Regions from separate parts of the Mus musculus genome. Here region 2 is linked to region 1. A link is a contact called in public HiChIP or PLAC-seq data. All regions are on one chromosome and are shown on one strand. Each heading gives the region's core, a stretch centred on a gene start, on an enhancer-like site or on the middle of the called end of the contact. The rest is flanking DNA. Distances are from core to core; before and after follow the strand shown. Region 1 holds the start of Accsl (1-aminocyclopropane-1-carboxylate synthase (non-functional)-like). Region 2 holds the start of Ttc17 (tetratricopeptide repeat domain 17).

Region 1 (4,487 bases), core at 906-3,405:
GCTTGGTCTACAGAATGAGGTTCAGGGTAGCCAAAGCTACATAGAGAAATCCTGTCTTGAAAAACAGTGTGTGTGTGTGTGTGTGTGTGTGTGTGAGAGAGAGAGAGAGAGAGAGAGAGAGAGACAGAGACAGAGACAGAGACAGAGACAGAGAGAGAGACAGAGAGAGACAGAGACAGAGAGAGAGAATATGGATATTTGGCCTGCATTCTGTTTGTGTACCACATGCATGCAGTGCCCATAGAAATCAGAAGAGTGCTGGATATGCTGGACCTGAGGCTACAGATTGTTGAGCACACATGCAAGTGCTAAAAATCAACACCTGAACTGCTGAGACATTGCTCCAGCACCCCCCCCCCCCAAAGCTTCAACTAGTTACCATCCCGACCTTTATAGAAAAGGGTTGCCAACCTCTGTTTTAGAACATAAACCTTTCTTTTTGCTTGTTTCCCCATCCTCCACCAAGATAGTCACAGCAGATACCCAGTCCCTCCATCCTGCCCTCACACAGGTTCCTAGTGTGCCAGGACAGCTGTTTCGGGGCTTTCATTTCTAGTCTCCCTAGCCCAGGGTGCAGCTGCTCATCTGTGGCCCATCTGAATCACCTAGCAGTGTGATACGGGCCTCAGACAGTGAAGCCAAGTTCCTGGACTTCAGTTAGATCAAGGTTGGGGTAAGAACCAAAAAGTCTTCATTTCTACCAAGCTCCCAGGTCTGTACTCAGTGAACATGCTACCAGTGTTTCTAAAAACCGGTCAGAATACCAGGAGCGACCAAGAAATACCTTCTTAATGCCTCAATGAGCCAGCGAAACAAACCAAGACAGCAAACTCCAGGTGGTGGGGCTGCCTGAGGCTACCACTGCCTCTCATTCTTTAAGACAACCTCCACCCAGAAAACTAGGCTTATGACCCTTCCACCATATGCTGTGATTCTCAGCTTTTTTCCAAGCAACAACAACCCCACCCACACATGTCTAAAACCTTGTTGCTTCTTCTACACATGTATAGTATCAGCACTTCAAAGTACTAAACATGCTCTGCAACATCCAGGAGGTTCGGTGGCCAGCCAGTCTAGCCCAAACAGAGAGCATCTGTAAGAGATTCTATCTCAAGCACAAGGTGGAACGTGATGAAGACACTCAACAGTGACCTCTCCCCTCTCTATACACGCAGTGTCCACACACAAAGAATTGCATTCTCCTGGAAGATGTATTTTTAAGAAGGAAGTGAAAATGGGCTAAGGTCATCAGGGAACTTAGAAGTTGGGGACTCTGACAAGACTTCTTATATAGGAAATGTAAATGATGCTGCAGCACAAAGAAATGTTGCCCCTAAAGCCAAGCCCTAAGCATTAGAACTGGGGTTCATCAGTCCTCTCCTTCAAACCCCTTGGCTCTGCCTTGGTTTCAGGGTCCTTAAGTCTGCCCTCACCTACCTTCCAGATCCTCCAGGTTGGTTAAAATCAGCATCAGGGTCAGACAAGCTGCTGCTGGCACGATGTTCCTCTGCCATGAGTTCGGGCTCAAGGTAGGTCTTGAGCAGAGGAGGTGGGAAGGAGCCAGGCAGGGATCGGCTCAGTGCTAGGGTAGGGTTCCCCTAGGCTTCACCTGGTCCGTCTTTCCAGTTAGTTCCACAAGCCTCGCTTTGTGGATGAGAAATAGAGGCTCAAAGGAATGAACTGAGTCTACCAGACACAGAAGTAGGATGTGTTTATCAGGGAAGGTTCCAGGCACATCGGCCCCTAGTGGCCGTGCCTCGTGTGCCCCAGTGCGGCCATGAACATAACCCAACACAGAGTCAAAACGGAAAACACCGAGGTTGCTGTTGCTTTGCTTCTGTAGCTCCACTACCCAGTTCTCAAGCACCGGCTTTATGGATAATGTTGTATTACAATGTTAGGTCTAAGCCGTTTGACAATAAAACTCCACTTTCTTTTAAGCTCCAGGGCACTGTGTGTGGCCCAAAGTCCCTGCCTCCCTCCATTCTCATGGCTTGCGTAGTCACCCCACCGAGCTCACCTTCATTTCTGTTCTCACTCATCTCTGTGCAGTCCGAAGTCTAAATCCAGGAGTGTCTTTGTCATTCAGGGAGCAGAAGCTTGCTCCTCCGCCCCCTCCCCTCTCTTTTAAGCACAAGGTGGCTTGCAGGGTAATGAGACCCATCTTTTCCCCTCCTGGAGCCAACTACCCAGCAGCTCCCCATTATCTAGATGGCCTTGGCATAATTACAGAGAACTGGCTCGGAGTATCCGGTTGGAGCAAATCTGAAGAGTATTGGCTTCAGCTGAAGTGTTCACAGGCTGGGAGGGCCCCTGCTCTTCGAAGGAGGCTAGAGCCAGGGCCTGTGTGTACAGGCAAGACACGGGATGAATCGGGTGCTCACTGACTATGGAAAGTAACCAGAGGGGGAGGAGCCTGTTCAAAGCACAAAGAAGCCTATGGTACCTCCCCGTTTCTGAGGAGGCCATATTTGAGAGTAGGCTGAAGTGGGGTTTAGTCAGCACAGGAGGGGCCACTGCATTAAGAGGTCTTGGAGGGAGCACCAGGAACCCCAGGCACCATCCCCTAGGGCCCAGGACATAGGGTCCCTTGCCTGTGTGGCTTTGGCAAGCCTTCCTTTCTCCTTGGGAAAGACAGAGGCCAGGAAAACTACATCCCAGGTGGTGTGGAGACTAACTGGAGGATGGATGTGTGCTGACATGACGGGGCAGGAAGGGTTGTATGAAATGTCTCAGCTGTGACTGAGCCTCCCGTGACTGTCTAGGGACAGATGTGGACCCAAAGTAGCCTATCCTTCCAGAATACCCATGCCCTGCTCTCAAACTTTGAGGGAAAGATGATCCAGGTGTGGTGGCACGTGCATTTAATCCCAGCACGTGGGAAGCAGAGACAGGAGGGCCTCCTTGAGTTCAGGTACAGCCTGGTTTATGTAGTGAGACCCTGGGCTACAGTTGGGTGCTGGTCTAGGGACCCCAGGACTCTGGACTGCTAACGTCCACCCCTCCTTTTGCCCCACGGCCACTTTCCCTCCTCATTCGCCCTTCTGTTTTTTTTTTTTTTAATGGCATTATTTTCTTCTAAATGGTAAACACACCTGACTCATTTCTCTGTGTTGTTTCTTTCCAGCTCCCCTATCTAGAATCTAAACCCCATGAGGAGAGATGCTTCAACTGTCTTATTTATTGCTGTCTGTCTGAGGAAGACCAGGAGCTCAATAATTGCTGGGATTTGGACTGAAAGTTTCCTCCTAAGGCCTTAAAGCAGTGCTGTTGGCTCTCTCTCTGTCTCTCTCTCTCTCCTCTCCTCTCCACCAGCGGCTCCCCAGTATGATATGCTACCTGGTCTAATATTAACAGAGCTAAGCAACTGTGAACTGAAGCCTTCAAAACTATGCATGGAAATAAATCTTCTGTCTTTCCAAAGTTGTTTGCCTCGAGATTCATAACATTAATGGATGTTAATACCTTGTCAGTGGATGAGTGGGTGGGTGGGTGGGTGAGTGGATGCCCGAAGGCACTTATCTGAGGTCTGGGCTTTAGGCTTCTCTGCTCTCTGGTTCCAAGGCACATAGAGAGGGATCTTGGTTATGTTTGATTAACATTTATTTATAGTATAGTATAGTATATTGATTTTTAAATTTTGTGTTTATTTTATTCATTTTATGTATGAGTGCTCTGCTGCATGTACACCTGCATGCCAGAAGAGGGCGTCAGATCCCTTTATAGGTCATGAACCACCATGTGGGTGCTGGGAAATGAACTCAGGACCTCTGGGAGAGCAGCCAGTGCTCTTAACCACTGAGCCAGCTCTCTAGCCCATATTATATTGACTAATGAGTGAAGATGATAACTTTAAAATTAAGCAATTGTATGCCCTTGGTGAATGTTGGCAGCAGAAGGAAGAGTTTACTAGAGAAAAAGCCCTTGTTTATAACCTATCACATTGGGCTGGCTTGGAGCCTCCTCTTTGGGGCATCACTTCCAGCCATTCAGACATAACCCAGATTTGCCAACAGGGGGCGCTAAGTCCTTATTTTTTTGCTATTCATGGAACTTGTGGTAGTCAGTGTAGGTCCACAAAGGCTGCAGTCCGAATAAAGAAAAGGCCAGGTGCAGTCATGGCTATCACCCTTCAGCCCCTGAGGTATAGTAGGTGACCGCAGAAGGGCTGGAATTTAGAGGTGCCTGAGGTCCATTGCCAGGCCCTCGTAGGTCTCCACAACTGTTGACTTCCTGTATCCCCTGATGGTTCAGAGTCTGCATTTTGAGGACTGGACAGAGTGAGTAATCTCAGCCAGAGTCTCCTACATAAACACATCCCAGACTCACCAGCCACCTCTTCCTGTCCTTCCTCACACCTTTTCTCAAAGTTCTGCTTCAAAACCAGACAAGAGTCCATGAGCAGCATCTGACTTGGCCAGCTTTAGAAGGCCCTGGGTTTGAAGGTGGGGACAGCAGAAGTAGGCAACAGTAGCTGATGAGGGGAG
Region 2 (4,487 bases), core at 755-3,254, 540 kb after region 1:
GAAAAAGTCAATGGGAAGGGCTGTTATAAAAAAGGGTGTGCTTTCTTATCTTTAAGTCTAATTACTTACTGAAGAGAGAACTTGGCAGAGATTCAGAAGATCTGGCAAGGTACTAATACCCATATATTCCCCTCTAAGATGTAGATCCAATATGTAAAAGAAGGCATTTTTTTTTTTTAAAGAACAAAAACAAATCCGATCTTACCTTCCCACTGTAATATTCAACATATAAATGATCCATTTCCGTTAATTAACCTTCACTTTTCAGATGGATTTCTTTTCCGGCTGAGTGGCAGGCCACCAAAATGGGAAGGAGAAGTCAATGTCATCGAGTATAAATAGCTGTGGCCAGAAACAATATAGCGAAGGAGCCAATGGGAGAAGGGCTCCCCAAATTGCAGCATAAGTGACTGAATTCAATGCCTCCCTTCACGCGGACCTCAGCAAACCACCAACAGCAATCAAAAGATGAAAACAGGGATGGTGCAGGATTTCCAATCTTACGTTGGAAAGGCAGCCTTACTGTATTTTTCTAGGGGTTCTGACATTTTTAAACTCTCAGTTGGAGGCTAATGAAAATTAACTTGGATCTTGAACTTAATATCCATGAAAAAGAAATCCTTTAAATCGGGAGTTTGATATAAATACACTCGAGGAAAGAGTACACTGGAAACACAAAGTGTGGGCATTTTAAAAATTTTGTTTAGGTTTGCTGCATTGTGAAATGTCTCATCTTAAATATAAACCATGCGATGTGTTTCTACAGTTAATCAAAAGGATCAGTTTCTCTCTCTCGCCTTTGGTTAAAACATGAGTCAGTATGCTTAAATTGCAAGGGGTACACACTTCACTTTTTAAATGGCTCCTGGACATTTCCTGATTGTTGTCAAGCGCTGGAAGTCATTAAGTTTACAAGATTCTGTGGTGAAGCACGCGCGCGAGCACGCGCGCACACACACACACACACACACACACACACACACACGCACACACACACACACACACACACGCAGTCCTTAAAGCATCAGCAGTATGAAAGCAAATGCAGATGCAGGCATCAGAAAGTTATATAAGAAAAGCGGTCACTCCTCTGAGAAATCAGTTCAAGCATAGGTAATCTAGTAAACTGCAAATGCTGAGTGCCGGGCTGGGTCAAAGGAACTAGGAAGCAATGTAAAATACACCGGGAAATGAGGGCACTTAAGAACTGAATGATGCGGGCACCGCCACCAGAGGCATGCATCTTCTGGCATTCCTTCAGAAGGAGCAAGAATGGGTTGTCTTTAAAGAGCCCCTAATGACCTGGCTAACGGCACAGCCTCAAACCACCACATCGCGAAACAAATCCCATCAGTGGGAGACAAGGCTGGAGGAGGCGCATTAAAAGATCCATCCATTCACTAATGCCACCCTGGCTGTCACCGGCCTGGGACGCGCACACTCCCCGGCACTGCCACCTGCTTTCTACTTCCTCGGGGAGAGGTGGTGGCGCGCGGGTCCTGGTCCAGCGGCTCCAAAGGCAGAACTAATGATGAATCCGTGACTCCTAACCCGGGAGCTCAAGTCTCAGCTCCCCGGGGTCGGTTCCGGGACGGCGCGCGGCCCCAAGGTGGAAGGCTGAGAAGTTCCCCACGGCGGAGCCGGGGCGAGGGGACCAGAGGGGAGGGGGCGGCGCCAGGTCGGAGCGCAGGAAGCCTCGGCCCGTGGGCCGGGACCGTGGGAAGCCAAGCTGGGGGCGGGGCCGCGCGGAGCCACCCAGGGGCCCGGCTCCGGGATTCCCCCTGATCGGGCGCGGGCAGAGAGGGGGCACCCTGGCCGCTACCTGCTGTTGGATCTTCCCGTCCTCCGTGACGACCCAGTGCGTAGTGGCCAAGGCCCCTCGAGCCACCACGCTCAGCAAAGCGGAAAGGCTGAGAAGCCAACCCGGGCCGGAGCGAGGTAGCAGCTCGAACCGGCCGCGGACCCCTATTGCCGCCGCCATCTTGCCCCCCCGGCCGGGCTGCTCACACCGGAAGCGGAAGCGACTCCTTGCGGTCCGCCATCTTGGGGAGGTCGCCTCTGGAACTGGAGGAGGAGCCCGCGGAGTGCCTCGGAGACGATACCGGTCCCTTTACTCTCGGTCGGGGAAGCCGGTCCTGCCACACCTCAGGGCTGGAAACGGCTTTCTAGTTATCGTTTTTCTGGAGGCTATAAGATCCCCAAGCGTGGGAATCGGAGGGGAGATAATAAAACTAGGTGGAGCTTGAGCAGAAGTGAGAAGACGGTGAAGGTCTTTTTAAAAAGTAAGTATTGTTTCTGGTAGGGCAATAAAAGTTATACTTTTCAACTATCTGAGAGAGGCTTTTTTTTTTTTTTTTAATAAGTCTCGTAATGGAGTGTTAAGCGGCGCAGTCGTACTGTGTAATGCATGTCACACATCGAATTAAAAAAATAGCTCGTTATCAAATACAAAATATCAGCTCATTACAAGTTATGTATATGTGATCGGCATACTTTTTCTTCCGAAATTTAGAAAGCGATGTGTCCTTACAGACCACTTACATCCAGTGTGGCCAGATTTTTGGGTCTTACAGCAGCAGCACCACGTGTCTTGTGGACTTTGGTGGGCAGCTCTAGTCTAAGTTAAAGACCTAGGTGTAGAACCCAGATAGTGGCATCTCCGGGGAGGGGACTGTATTAAATATGTAAGCACTGCGGCTTCCCTTCCCCGAGGGTAGACTCAGCCATTATGAGTATGTTTTAAAGAAGTCTCAGGTGATTGATTTGCATATTGAAACTTAAGAGGCGCACTACCAACAGGTACAGTAGCTGTTAACCAGCTTAGGTTCCAGGCTCTGCCAATGTATGTTATTATAGGTATTTCAGGTCGGCCTACTAGTATGGTGGGCGTATCATCTTGTAACAAAGCTGTTATGCTTTTTTTTTTTTCTGTTGAGAAAAAAAAAAATTGTGCCCTGCCACCTACATAGATGTGTTGCAGGAAACAAATGTCTGCCTCATGTTATGGGAACAGAGACTGTGCTATGGCATTGTAATTCTTCTGAGAGCAGTTTGGTTTTGTTGATTTTGTTTGTTTTGTTTTTGAAATGAAGTCCCATTTGCAGCCTGAATTGCCTGGAATTTATTTAGCCCAGGCAGGCCTTTAAGTCCACCTGTGTCAACCACCTGATGCTGGATACAGGCATGAACCATCAGGCCCAGCTCACTAGGCAGCTTTTCTTAAAAGTACCCGTGTAATGAACATTCGTTTTATTAAAAAGGTATATCTTGGGGCTGGAGAGATGGCTTGGGGCTACAAAGATGGCTCAGGGCTGAAGAGCACTTCCTGCTCTTCCCTGGAAGCAGTGTTAGGCCACAACCACCTGTAGAACTCCAGCTCTAGGGGATCCTCCTTTATACATGTGGCATACAGTTCTCATACACAAACATATACACCCACGTACGTATGTGTACACACACATACACACACATATGTATATATTTGCCTGTAGAGACTGGGTGTAAAGGTCAGCTCAGGACCTTTGGGAAGGTTATGAAACACTTGCCCCTCCAGAAGGGAGAGGTTAATTAACATTTCTCAGACCACAGGGTGGAACCGACAGGATGGACTGTTGCCCACCTTCAGACAAGGGAAGTCCTTGTTACCTCATTCCCTAAAGACCAACCAGTTTAAAGGGTGCACTGTTTCGCCAATCATATTGTGCCTAGTTGCTGATGCTCTATTCTGCCTCCTGGAAACCTTATAAAAACTCACTGAACGGGTGCTGCTCCGCCTCTCCTTCGGGTCTGGGACGACCCCAGTGCACTGGAACAATAAATTCCTCTTGCTTTTTGCATTGATCCTGGCTCCACATGGTTTGCTCAGGGGATCCCCAGTAAGCTAAGTTCCTTGGACTCTTACATGGGCACAGAAATATGACCATTAAGAAGTAAGCTATGATGTTGACAAGTTAATTAAAATACAGATGAGAATGTAATAATAATGTGTAGAGAGAGCTACAACCAGGTGAAAAAGGCTTGGCACAAAGGAAAGTGTGGTTGGTAAAGGTGATGCTGGTGTCAAGTTGTAAGGGACTCTTATGTGTCGTATTGAGTTTAAATATAGACAGTAAGGACTGTAACCTGAGTTTTAAAGTAGAAACAAGTGATGGAATCCCTTTTTCTCAGCATCTTTTTAGGTGTAGCCATCTATTATTGTATACTATCTGTTTTTTTCTTTACAATGCTAAGGACTGAGCCTAGGGCCTTGCATATGGTAGTCAACCATATTACTAATGAGCTATGTATCTCTAGCCCATTATTTAATAATTGTTTATTATACCTAGCTGATTCCTGAACCCCAGAATGAATGGTTGTATAGAATCTCTAGTACATATTTCAGCTATCAGGAACATTTTTTGGGCATTTAAGTATTGGAAAGGAGTTGGATATCAACGTCTACAAACTCAATAGATTATCCACTTGTTTTTCCTAGTTCATAATTATTG

What was found. HiChIP or PLAC-seq counts read pairs in DNA pulled down with a chosen protein or histone mark.
Region 2: a contact with region 1 is called in an H3K27ac HiChIP or PLAC-seq map of embryonic stem cells, with 4 times the contacts expected there. The contact joins the promoter of Ttc17 here to the promoter of Accsl in region 1. A contact is called at or near these places in 1 of 39 promoter capture datasets (the HPC-7 cell line), 1 of 484 Hi-C or Micro-C datasets (embryonic stem cells) and 2 of 115 datasets of contacts at active chromatin or transcription factors (the 230-238 cell line and embryonic stem cells).

Annotation. Positions count from the first base shown.
Region 1 is chr2:93,867,002-93,871,488 of GRCm38.p6, forward strand. Accsl (1-aminocyclopropane-1-carboxylate synthase (non-functional)-like) reads right to left here and starts at 2,156. Exons shown (of 15, transcript NM_001033452.4): 1 at 2,021-2,156. The coding sequence starts at 2,042.
Region 2 is chr2:94,404,685-94,409,171 of GRCm38.p6, forward strand. Ttc17 (tetratricopeptide repeat domain 17) reads right to left here and starts at 2,005. Exons shown (of 25, transcript NM_183106.2): 1 at 1,823-2,005. The coding sequence starts at 1,981. It overlaps 2810002D19Rik (RIKEN cDNA 2810002D19 gene), which reads left to right and starts at 2,023. Exons shown (of 2, transcript NR_027831.1): 1 at 2,023-2,282.